3 separate regions of the Mus musculus genome follow, and regions 1 and 3 are each linked to region 2. Evidence: chromatin contacts called from public Micro-C data. All regions are on one chromosome and are shown on one strand. Each heading gives the region's core, a stretch centred on a gene start, on an enhancer-like site or on the middle of the called end of the contact. The rest is flanking DNA. Distances are from core to core; before and after follow the strand shown.

What was found. A called contact is a pair of places that touch in the nucleus more often than the background predicts.
Region 1: a Micro-C map of embryonic stem cells shows a contact between it and region 2, with 16 times the contacts expected there. The contact joins the promoter of Nkx2-2os here to the promoter of Mafb in region 2. A contact is called at or near these places in 1 of 39 promoter capture datasets (embryonic stem cells) and 3 of 484 Hi-C or Micro-C datasets (all in embryonic stem cells).
Region 3: a contact with region 2 is called in a Micro-C map of embryonic stem cells, with 17 times the contacts expected there. The contact joins the promoter of Foxa2 here to the promoter of Mafb in region 2. A contact is called at or near these places in 1 of 39 promoter capture datasets (embryonic stem cells) and 3 of 484 Hi-C or Micro-C datasets (all in embryonic stem cells).

The regions. Positions count from the first base shown.
Region 1 is chr2:147,182,654-147,185,353 of GRCm38.p6, forward strand. It overlaps Nkx2-2os (NK2 homeobox 2, opposite strand), which reads left to right and starts at 1,430. Exons shown (of 6, transcript NR_030769.3): 1 at 1,430-1,707. It overlaps Nkx2-2 (NK2 homeobox 2), which reads right to left. Exons shown (of 2, transcript NM_010919.2): 2 at 499-1,904. The coding sequence ends at 1,342.
Region 2 is chr2:160,365,575-160,368,393 of GRCm38.p6, forward strand. Mafb (v-maf musculoaponeurotic fibrosarcoma oncogene family, protein B (avian)) reads right to left here and starts at 1,491. Exons shown (of 1, transcript NM_010658.3): 1 at 1-1,491. The coding sequence starts at 1,102. The coding sequence ends at 131.
Region 3 is chr2:148,044,626-148,047,325 of GRCm38.p6, forward strand. It overlaps Foxa2 (forkhead box A2), which reads right to left and starts at 1,323. Exons shown (of 2, transcript NM_001291065.1): 1 at 1,202-1,323; 2 at 1-199. The coding sequence starts at 1,288.

The DNA of each region.
Region 1 (2,700 bases), core at 180-2,679, about 13 Mb before region 2:
GATAGCCATCAAGTGTAGTGGTTTCAACAGCTTTTCAGGCTGAAGGAGCCACTCAGAGATTTGGGCGAGTGAGGGGGGCTTGCTTTCCTTGTTTGGCGCTACCCAAAGTCACTTTCCCTCCCCCTGTTGGGGATTCAGAGAGTGCACAGAAGCCGGAGAGCGCCAGGCCAACAAGGACTTTGGACCACTGGCTAGCAGGCTGAAGGCCAAGCTGCTCTGGTCCTGCGCGGAATCGTTTGGGTCAGCCCGCCTGAGGCCTATCCCGTGCACTCCTCCACTGTCTGGATAACCCCGCGGCCACTGCGCTGCGAGAGGAAACGCCAGAACTAGCCCAGAATACAGCCCTAGGCTCCAGATTTGAGGTTGACGCCCCTTCCAACTCGGCCCGGGAGGGAAAGTAACAAACTCAAGAACTGGGCTTGGTTTTGTGTTTGTTTGTTTTTTTAAACACAGGATTTTTATTAAAATTCTTATTTAAAAAAATCGAAAGCTTTCAGCGCCCGGCGCTCTTGGGGAAACCACGTGAAACTGCTGAGTTCCAAGCTCCGATGCTCAGGAGACGAAAAAGGGGGCCCGGGGGTGAGTTCCCTACACATATTTTCCTTTTTCATAGTTGAAAAATGTTTGCACTGAACAAATTAAAAATAAAAATAAAAATAAAAATAAAAACCCGCTGCAACTCAAACATAACCCACCGAAAACAAACGACAAAGAGAGGCAGGCCCGGTGGGGATACAGGCCCATCCAGAACGTCATTTGGCAACGATCACTAGCGATATTTACAACGAAGAGCGAAATTTGCCACCAGTTGTCAGAACGTGTACATGGCCATAAATATTTAGCATTTTCTTATAAAAAAAGAAATCCTCTATATTTTAAAGTGTTCTCCACTTGCTTTTAGAAGGCTGACAATATCGCTACTCACACAAACATAGTTTACAAAATTCACGAAAGCAGTGCGGGGGTGGGGTGGGGTGGGGGCCGGTTGGTCCTTTCTCTTTTCAAGTGACAACGTTAACGTTGGGATGGTTTGGTCCCCTCAGGGAGAGAGAGGCAAAGAAGCAAAGCTGCACAAACATTCTGTAAACACGGCTTAGAGTTCTATCCTCTCCAAAAGTTCAAAGGGGAGAGCGATGGGGCAGAGTCAATGGAATCTGCCACTCGGGGAGGCACAGGCAACCTCCCTGTGCCTCCTCAACTGAGTCGAAAGTCAGACTCGACTCTATAATAATAATTATAATAATAATAATAACAACCGTGGTAAGGATCGAGTCCTCCTCGCCACCGGCGCCGCTGGGGTGGGGCCAGGGCCTAAGGCCTCCAGTCTTGGAGGGGCGGCGCTCACCAAGTCCACTGCTGGGCCTGGACCAGGGGGTGTGCTGTCGGGTACTGGGGGGTGCTGGCCGAGCTGTACTGGGCGTTGTACTGCATGTGCTGCAGCGACTGCGCGCTGTAGGCGGAAAAGGGGATGCCTGCCTGGAAGGTGGCGGCTGCCAGGTCCTGGGCTTTGAGCGCGTGGCACGGTTTGCCGTCCCTGACCAAGACCGGCACTGCCACACGGCGCGGCGAGGGCAGAGGCGTCACCTCCATACCTTTCTCCGCCCGGGCACGTTTCATCTTGTAGCGATGGTTCTGGAACCAGATCTTGACCTGTGTCGGCGTGAGACGGATGAGGCTGGCCAGGTGCTCGCGCTCGGGCGCCGACAGGTACCGCTGCTGCCGGAAGCGCCGCTCCAGCTCGTAGGTCTGCGCTTTGGAGAAGAGCACTCGGCGCTTCCGCTTCTTGCCTGCGTCCCCCCCGCCGCCCTGGGTCTCCTTGTCATTGTCCGGTGACTCGTCAGCCGAGGGCTCTGGGGATTTGGAGCTCGAGTCTTGGGGGGGAGCGCTGGCCGCCAGCCCGTGCACTGGGTGGGGGGGGGGGGGGGAAGAGAAGCGCATCAGGCGGCTGGAGGCCAAGTGCCACCTGGGTCACCCGGAGTCCCAGGGCTCTTCCGTGGGCCCTTGGCCCACTGGACCAGCCCAGACCCGCTGCCTTTGCAGCAATCCCCGCCCGAGTAAGCCGTCGGGGTCTGCTAGGGTTCAGAGGAGAGTCTGCGCAGCGGGGGCTCTGAGGCATAAGTTTCTAGGGGTTCCCACTATTCAGGAGAATTTAGTGCGAAGCGCAGAGTGTGGACGGTCATTGAGGGTTAAGGGCTCTGGACCCCTTAAACAGTTTCCTCTTTGGAGAGACGTGGGCAGATTTTTAAAAGGAAAACCTCACAATCCCAGCATTGATGGGCTTGGCGGGGTAAACCAGGTTTGGGGGGCTTTCGCTTTTGCTTTCGGACTTTCTGGATGGACACCCACACCCGCCGCTGCACGCACCACATAGTTTTTCTCTTTCTTTCTTTCTTTCTTTCTTTCTTTCTTTCTTTCTTTCTTTCTTTCTTTCTTTCTTTCTTTCTTTCTTTCTTTCTTTCTTCCTTCCTTCCTTCCTTTCTTTCTTCCTTCCTTTCTTTCTTTCTTTCTTTCTTTCTTTCCTTCTTTCTTTCTTTCTTTCTTTCTTTCTTTCTTTCTTTCTTTCTTTCTTTCTTTCTTCTTTCTTTCTTTCTTTCTTTCTTTTTTCTTTCTCTCTCTCTCTCTCTCTCTCTCTCTCTCTCTCTCTCTCTCTCTCTCTCTCTCTCTTTCTTTCTTTTTTTTTTACAATCATGCAGGGGCAGG
Region 2 (2,819 bases), core at 241-2,740:
TCCTTCCTCCCTCTAGCTCAAGTCAAACAGGTCAAGGCCGGGGCCATGGCAGGGACAGGGAGTCCAGGGCTAGGGGCGCAGAATAGGGAGTCTGGGCCAGGGCAAGGGCGGGGGCCGGACCCGCCAGGACTCACAGAAAGAACTCAGGAGAGGAGGGGCTGTCGCTGGTGGAGCCCGCCTCCCTGAAGCCGGAGTTGGCGAGTTTCTCGCACTTGACCTTGTAGGCGTCTCTCTCGCGGGCCAGCCGGGACACCTCCTGCTTAAGCTGCTCCACCTGCTGAATGAGCTGCGTCTTCTCGTTCTCCAGGTGATGTTTCTGCTGGACGCGTTTATACCTGCACGACTGGGCGTAGCCCCGGTTCTTCAGGGTCCGCCGCTTCTGCTTCAGGCGGATCACCTCGTCCTTGGTGAAGCCCCGCAGGTGGCGGTTCAGCTCACGCACCGACATGGACACCAGCTGGTCATCAGAGAAGCGGTCCTCCACACTACCGTTGCCGCCCGCAGCCGTCGCCGCGGCTGTTGCGTGCGGTCCCGGCCCCGGGTGGCTAGTGGGTAGCTGTTGCGCGGGACTGGCAGCGCTGGACGGCGGGGGCGACGCTTGGTGATGATGGTGATGGTGCGGGTGAGCGTGCTGGCCCAGGTCATCGTGAGTCACACCTGCTCCTGGGTACCCGTGGTGCGGATGAGGGTGGTGGTGGTGGTGATGGTGGTGCGCACTACGGAAGCCGTCGAAGCTCTGCAGCGGCTGGGGCACTGGGTGCGAACCGATGAGCGCCTCCACCGCGTCCTCGGGCGTCAGGTTGAGTGCCTCGGGGTTCATCTGCTGGTAGTTGCTCGCCATCCAGTACAGGTCCTCGAGATGGGTCTTCGGTTCAGTCGGACTGAAGCTGGGAGAAGAAGGCACGGAGCTGCACGGAGTGCTGAGCGGGGTGGACGACACCGAGCCAGCAGGCTGCAGGCGTGTGCATGGCCGGCCCGGACGCTCCGCGCGCCCCAGGGGCTCCTTCTTCACGTCGAACTTGAGAAGGTCGAAGTCGTTGACGTACTCCATGGCCAGCGGGCTGGTGGGCAGCTCTTGCCCCATGCTCAGCTCCGCGGCCATCGCTAAAAGCGAGGCTCAGCCGCCGCTGCCGCGGGGAAAACTTTGCGGCCGGCCGGGACGCGCCGAGCCAAACGCGGGGGCGAAGAGCGGCAAGCCGGGGAGGCGGGGAGCCGAGGGCGCAGCGGGCCGGGGCCGCCGGCCAAGCCTTTGTCTGGGGACGCGGCGGCGCGCCGGAGAGTCCTCCCGAGGCTGCCTGAGCTGCCCCGGAGCTTGGGGCTGCGAGCGCGCCGGGAACGAGTCAGGTCGAGCCGGGGCAGGGTAGAGAAGCCGGCGAGGTGCGCGCAGGGGCAGAGGGGAGGCGCGGGGCAAGCGCCCGCCGCTCGCTCTCCGACTCTTTGGCTCTAGGGCTTTCTTGCTTGCAGCCGCTCGCAGCCCGGCGGTGCAGCTGTGCAGGAGCTGGCGCCGCCGCCGCCTTTTATCGCTTCCTGATGTCACTGGAGCGCGGGGGCCCAAGCGGCCCGGCGTGTTGGCCAATGGCTGCACGGCCCCCGCGGCCCAGCGACGCTGGGCGGGGCGTGCCTGACAGCTCCCCCGCCCCCCCGCGTCAGCTGACTGGAGACCGGAGGAGCCCCGAAGCCGTTGAGGCCTGGAGGAGGGCTGGAGCCGAGTGGGACGGACCGCCTGGTCCCAACCCCCAACACCCTCTGAGTCGAGGTTCCCGCACGCTTGCCTTCAGTGCGCGCCCCACTTCTGGACCAAGCCGCCGTTCCCACCCCGCTGTCTGCACTCACGCCTCCCTACATACTCTTTACACTCCCACCCTCGGCCCGTGTCACCCCCAAGTAGGCTCAGAATAAGCGCCCGGGATGTCGCTTCCCTGGCCCTTTGTTCCCAAGCGGCCCCCGCCCAGTGGGCGACGCTCCGTGTGTCCTCGGCGCCGCGGGCCGAGTGAATGTGTGTGGTGCGTGCCTGTGTTTCGGTAGCTCTGTCTGCGCTAATGTATGCGGTGGGGGAGGGCGGGGTTGGGGCTCCAAGAGTTCTGTTCAGATCTAACTCTTAACCTCTAGGAAGGTTCCTCGGGCCAAGAGACGCTGTTCCTCTCTTAGCCGGTTCAGTGATTGAGCTCAGAAGACAGAGCTCCAGTGGTCTCGCAGCTCCGTGCATTCGCCACCCCCCCACACACACCCCCAAACGCTCCCAAAGAAGATAAACAAACAAACAGAGTTGGCCCAAAGGCTCTGAATACCTTTCACTTGCCAGTCGTGTGGAAACCTTACAACTCCGAGGCTCAGAGCCGAGACCAACACCGGTCTGTGCACTCAGTGGCTCTGGGATGCTGGGGAACCCGGCCCTGTTTTTGTCTGAACGTTTTGTAAGGATTAAGCTGATCCAAGCTTCTGACGGCTGCAAGGAGATTCAAACAGGCATAAAGTGCGACCCCAAGTGGCCACGGTGCGCAACGGCGCCCTGAACCGGTTTGTTCTTTGCGGGAGGGAAGGCTTGGATGGCGTCTCGGACCCGTGCAGGTCCAGCTAACTGATCCGGCCAAGCCAGGCCTGAACGCAGGCTGTGTGCGGCCTGAAAGCCAGGGCAGACTCCTCTGGAACTATGCACAGGCCCTCCGACCCCATCTTTGGACTCAACCACTAACCCTCTCTGCTCACCTTTTCTGAAATTCCATATGCAAGCCTTCCAGGTGTGCTTGTGGGCTACTCCTCTCAGGAAAGGTCCTGAGCTGGGAAGATCAGTATTCTAAACTGAAAACGCCAGGTGACGA
Region 3 (2,700 bases), core at 73-2,572, about 12 Mb before region 2:
TGCCCGCCATGGCGCCGGCGCCCGGGGACATGCCAGCTAGCGACGGGCTCATTCCAGCGCCCACATAGGATGACATGTTCATGGAGCCCGCGCTCATGTTGCCGGAACCGCCGCCCATGGCAGCCGCGGACATGCTCATGTATGTGTTCATGCCATTCATCCCCAGGCCGGCGTTCATGTTGCTCACGGAAGAGTAGCCCTGCGGACAGAGCCCGGGGAGGAGACAGGTTAGCACCTAGGCTGAGCTCGCCCGATCTTCCCACCCACCCACCAGTTGGACCCAGTCCCCCGCAATTCGTGCAAGCCTCTGGAATCTCTTGCTTTCCCTGGATCCCAGTGCACCAACACCAAGTCCTCTGGGCCCCAAAGAGAGCCGGAAAAGAGATCGCCCTAGGGCCAGCGGGACCTGAGGCTCAGCCTCGCCCAGATTCTAGAACTTCAGTGACCTGGACCACCGCCAACTCAGGCGCCCCAAATGTATTTTACTCTCCCTAGGGGCTCCTCAAATCAGCTGGCCAGCACACTGAGTCAGCACCGAGGCCGGAAATCTCCGTTGCTATCCCAGGTAGTCAAAAGCCACCTTTGGAACCTCACTGGGGCAGTCTCAAGCGAAAATCATCTCAGTGTCCTCTATTCTGGGGTTTCGTACCGGGACCCCACTCCTTAGTCATAGGGGAGTGAAGCGCAGTGCCTGCACAGAGTCCGGGAGCAGCTGGAGGCATCGCGTGGAGGAATAAGGAAGGGACCGCCAACTCGGCTAGGAACTGTTAGTGTCCCGGCTTCGTAGCGACAAACTTTTTTTCTCTTTGTCCACTGGTCTTTGATTCTTTGCCTGTACCTCTGTCCCCAACTCCTACCCACCTTCTCTTCCCCAGCTCCCCACCCCCTCGCCAGCCGACCTCCCACCCCTCCCCAGCCGCGCGCTGCCAAACATAACTCTGTTAGGATAGTGCGTGGCTCGGCCACGAAGAGGATTTGGAGGCGCCGCAAGTCAATATTTGATCACAAAGTTAATATTATCTCAAGGCTAACAGTGTGTCGTATAAAAAAGAGACCCATTTGAGTAGAAGGAGGGCGGAAAAGGCGGCTGTCCAGGAAGGCTAGAGGTGGGGGGGCGGGTACCGGTGAAGGGAGCGTGCGGAGGCTGGGGACGCGGAGATAGCTGTCACCCCACTTCTCCCTGGCCAGGGCAAGAGCTTACCTCGGGCTCCGCGTAGTAGCTGCTCCAGTCGGATGGCTCGTGCCCTTCCATCTTCACGGCTCCCAGCATACTGGAAGCCGAGTGCATGGCGGTTTAAAATTTAACAGCCACAACAAACGACCAGCAATCAGCCCCCACCCCCACCCTCTTAAAAAAAAAAGTCAGCAATGGTACCGTCCCCTCCCTCCCGCCCTCTCTCGCGCTCCCCCTCTCTCCCTCTCTGGACTCCACTTCCTCTCTCTCTCCCGCGGCCTGCGGCGGGAAGTAGCTGGGAGTGGGCGGGAAGGTGGCTGGCGGAGGAGGGGGCCGAAGAACCCTGGAGGCCGGAACCCGAGACTCGCCGTCGGGCGTGCACTCTGTCGCCGCGCTCCCGGGGCTGCCGGTGCAGGCTGAGGCTGGCAGTGTCGAGCTGCCGGGAGGCGGCGGGAAGCTAGCGGCGTGGGGGCGGGCGGGGGGAGAGCGAGAGGAGGGGGAGGAGGAGGAGGAGGAGGTGTGGACCGCGCAGCGGACAAGTGCCGCAATGACGTGAGCGGCTGGTGATATAGCGCGGTGCGCTGGCGCTGGCCTCCAATCCCCAGACCCCGGGCAGCCCATTTGAATAATCAGCTCACACTTAGGTGAGAGGAAGCCAGGGCTAGCGTTCCGCACCTGCCGCTGGGCGCCCCGAGCTAGCCCATCTCCTGCTGTCCCTGGCACTCCCAAGACCCCGACCTGCAAGCAGGCGTGCTGGCGCCCTGGTGGAGTCCCTTCCTTTACGTCCACGGGGAGTCTTCCGTGGACCCAGAGACCTGGGATCAAGCCACCCTTGGAGAAACTCAGGTCTCCTGCTCCCGCCCCGCCCCTCCTCATCGCCCCAAGCACGGGGTTCGTCAATCCGAAGGCGCGTACCGCCTTGGTGGCCTGCAAAGCGAGGCAAGCCAGATTTATTTATCTCGGGTTTCCTCCCTTTTAGTGCACATTCCCTGTCAAAACAACAAGCAGGTGACAGCCAATTTGCAAAGCGCTGTCCTATTTAGAAAAACTGTGTACACACCTTTAACTCGCTGGCCGCTGCTCCGGAGGCCCCTCCCCGTTACAGTTAAGTCCCGGGGCGGCCTCAGGAGGCGCGTAGGACTCGCGTGGTCTGGCCGCCCTGGTCGTCAGTTACCTCAGTCCTCTTTCTGGCTACCCACCTCAGTCGGCCTGGAGAGACCCGTTTAGCTGCAGCCAATACCCGGGAGGCAGCGATTTGCCTCTGGCATGAGGGCCTCGGTGTTTCAAGGTTACTTTTCAGTTAAATCCAAGGTGCCCAAAGCATTTCGTAACTAAAACAAACAGGGCAGTAGGTGGGGGTAGGGCAGGAGAAAAAAAATCAATAATGGGCCTTGTGGGATGACTTCAGGAGGATCTGTGTTCTCTGCCTGCAGAGACCAGGACTGTCTTATAAAAATTGAAAATTTCAGTTTCTTTTCTCTTTAGCTTCTAGGTGTTAAAAAGTGTCATTTGAAGTGTTGTCTTCT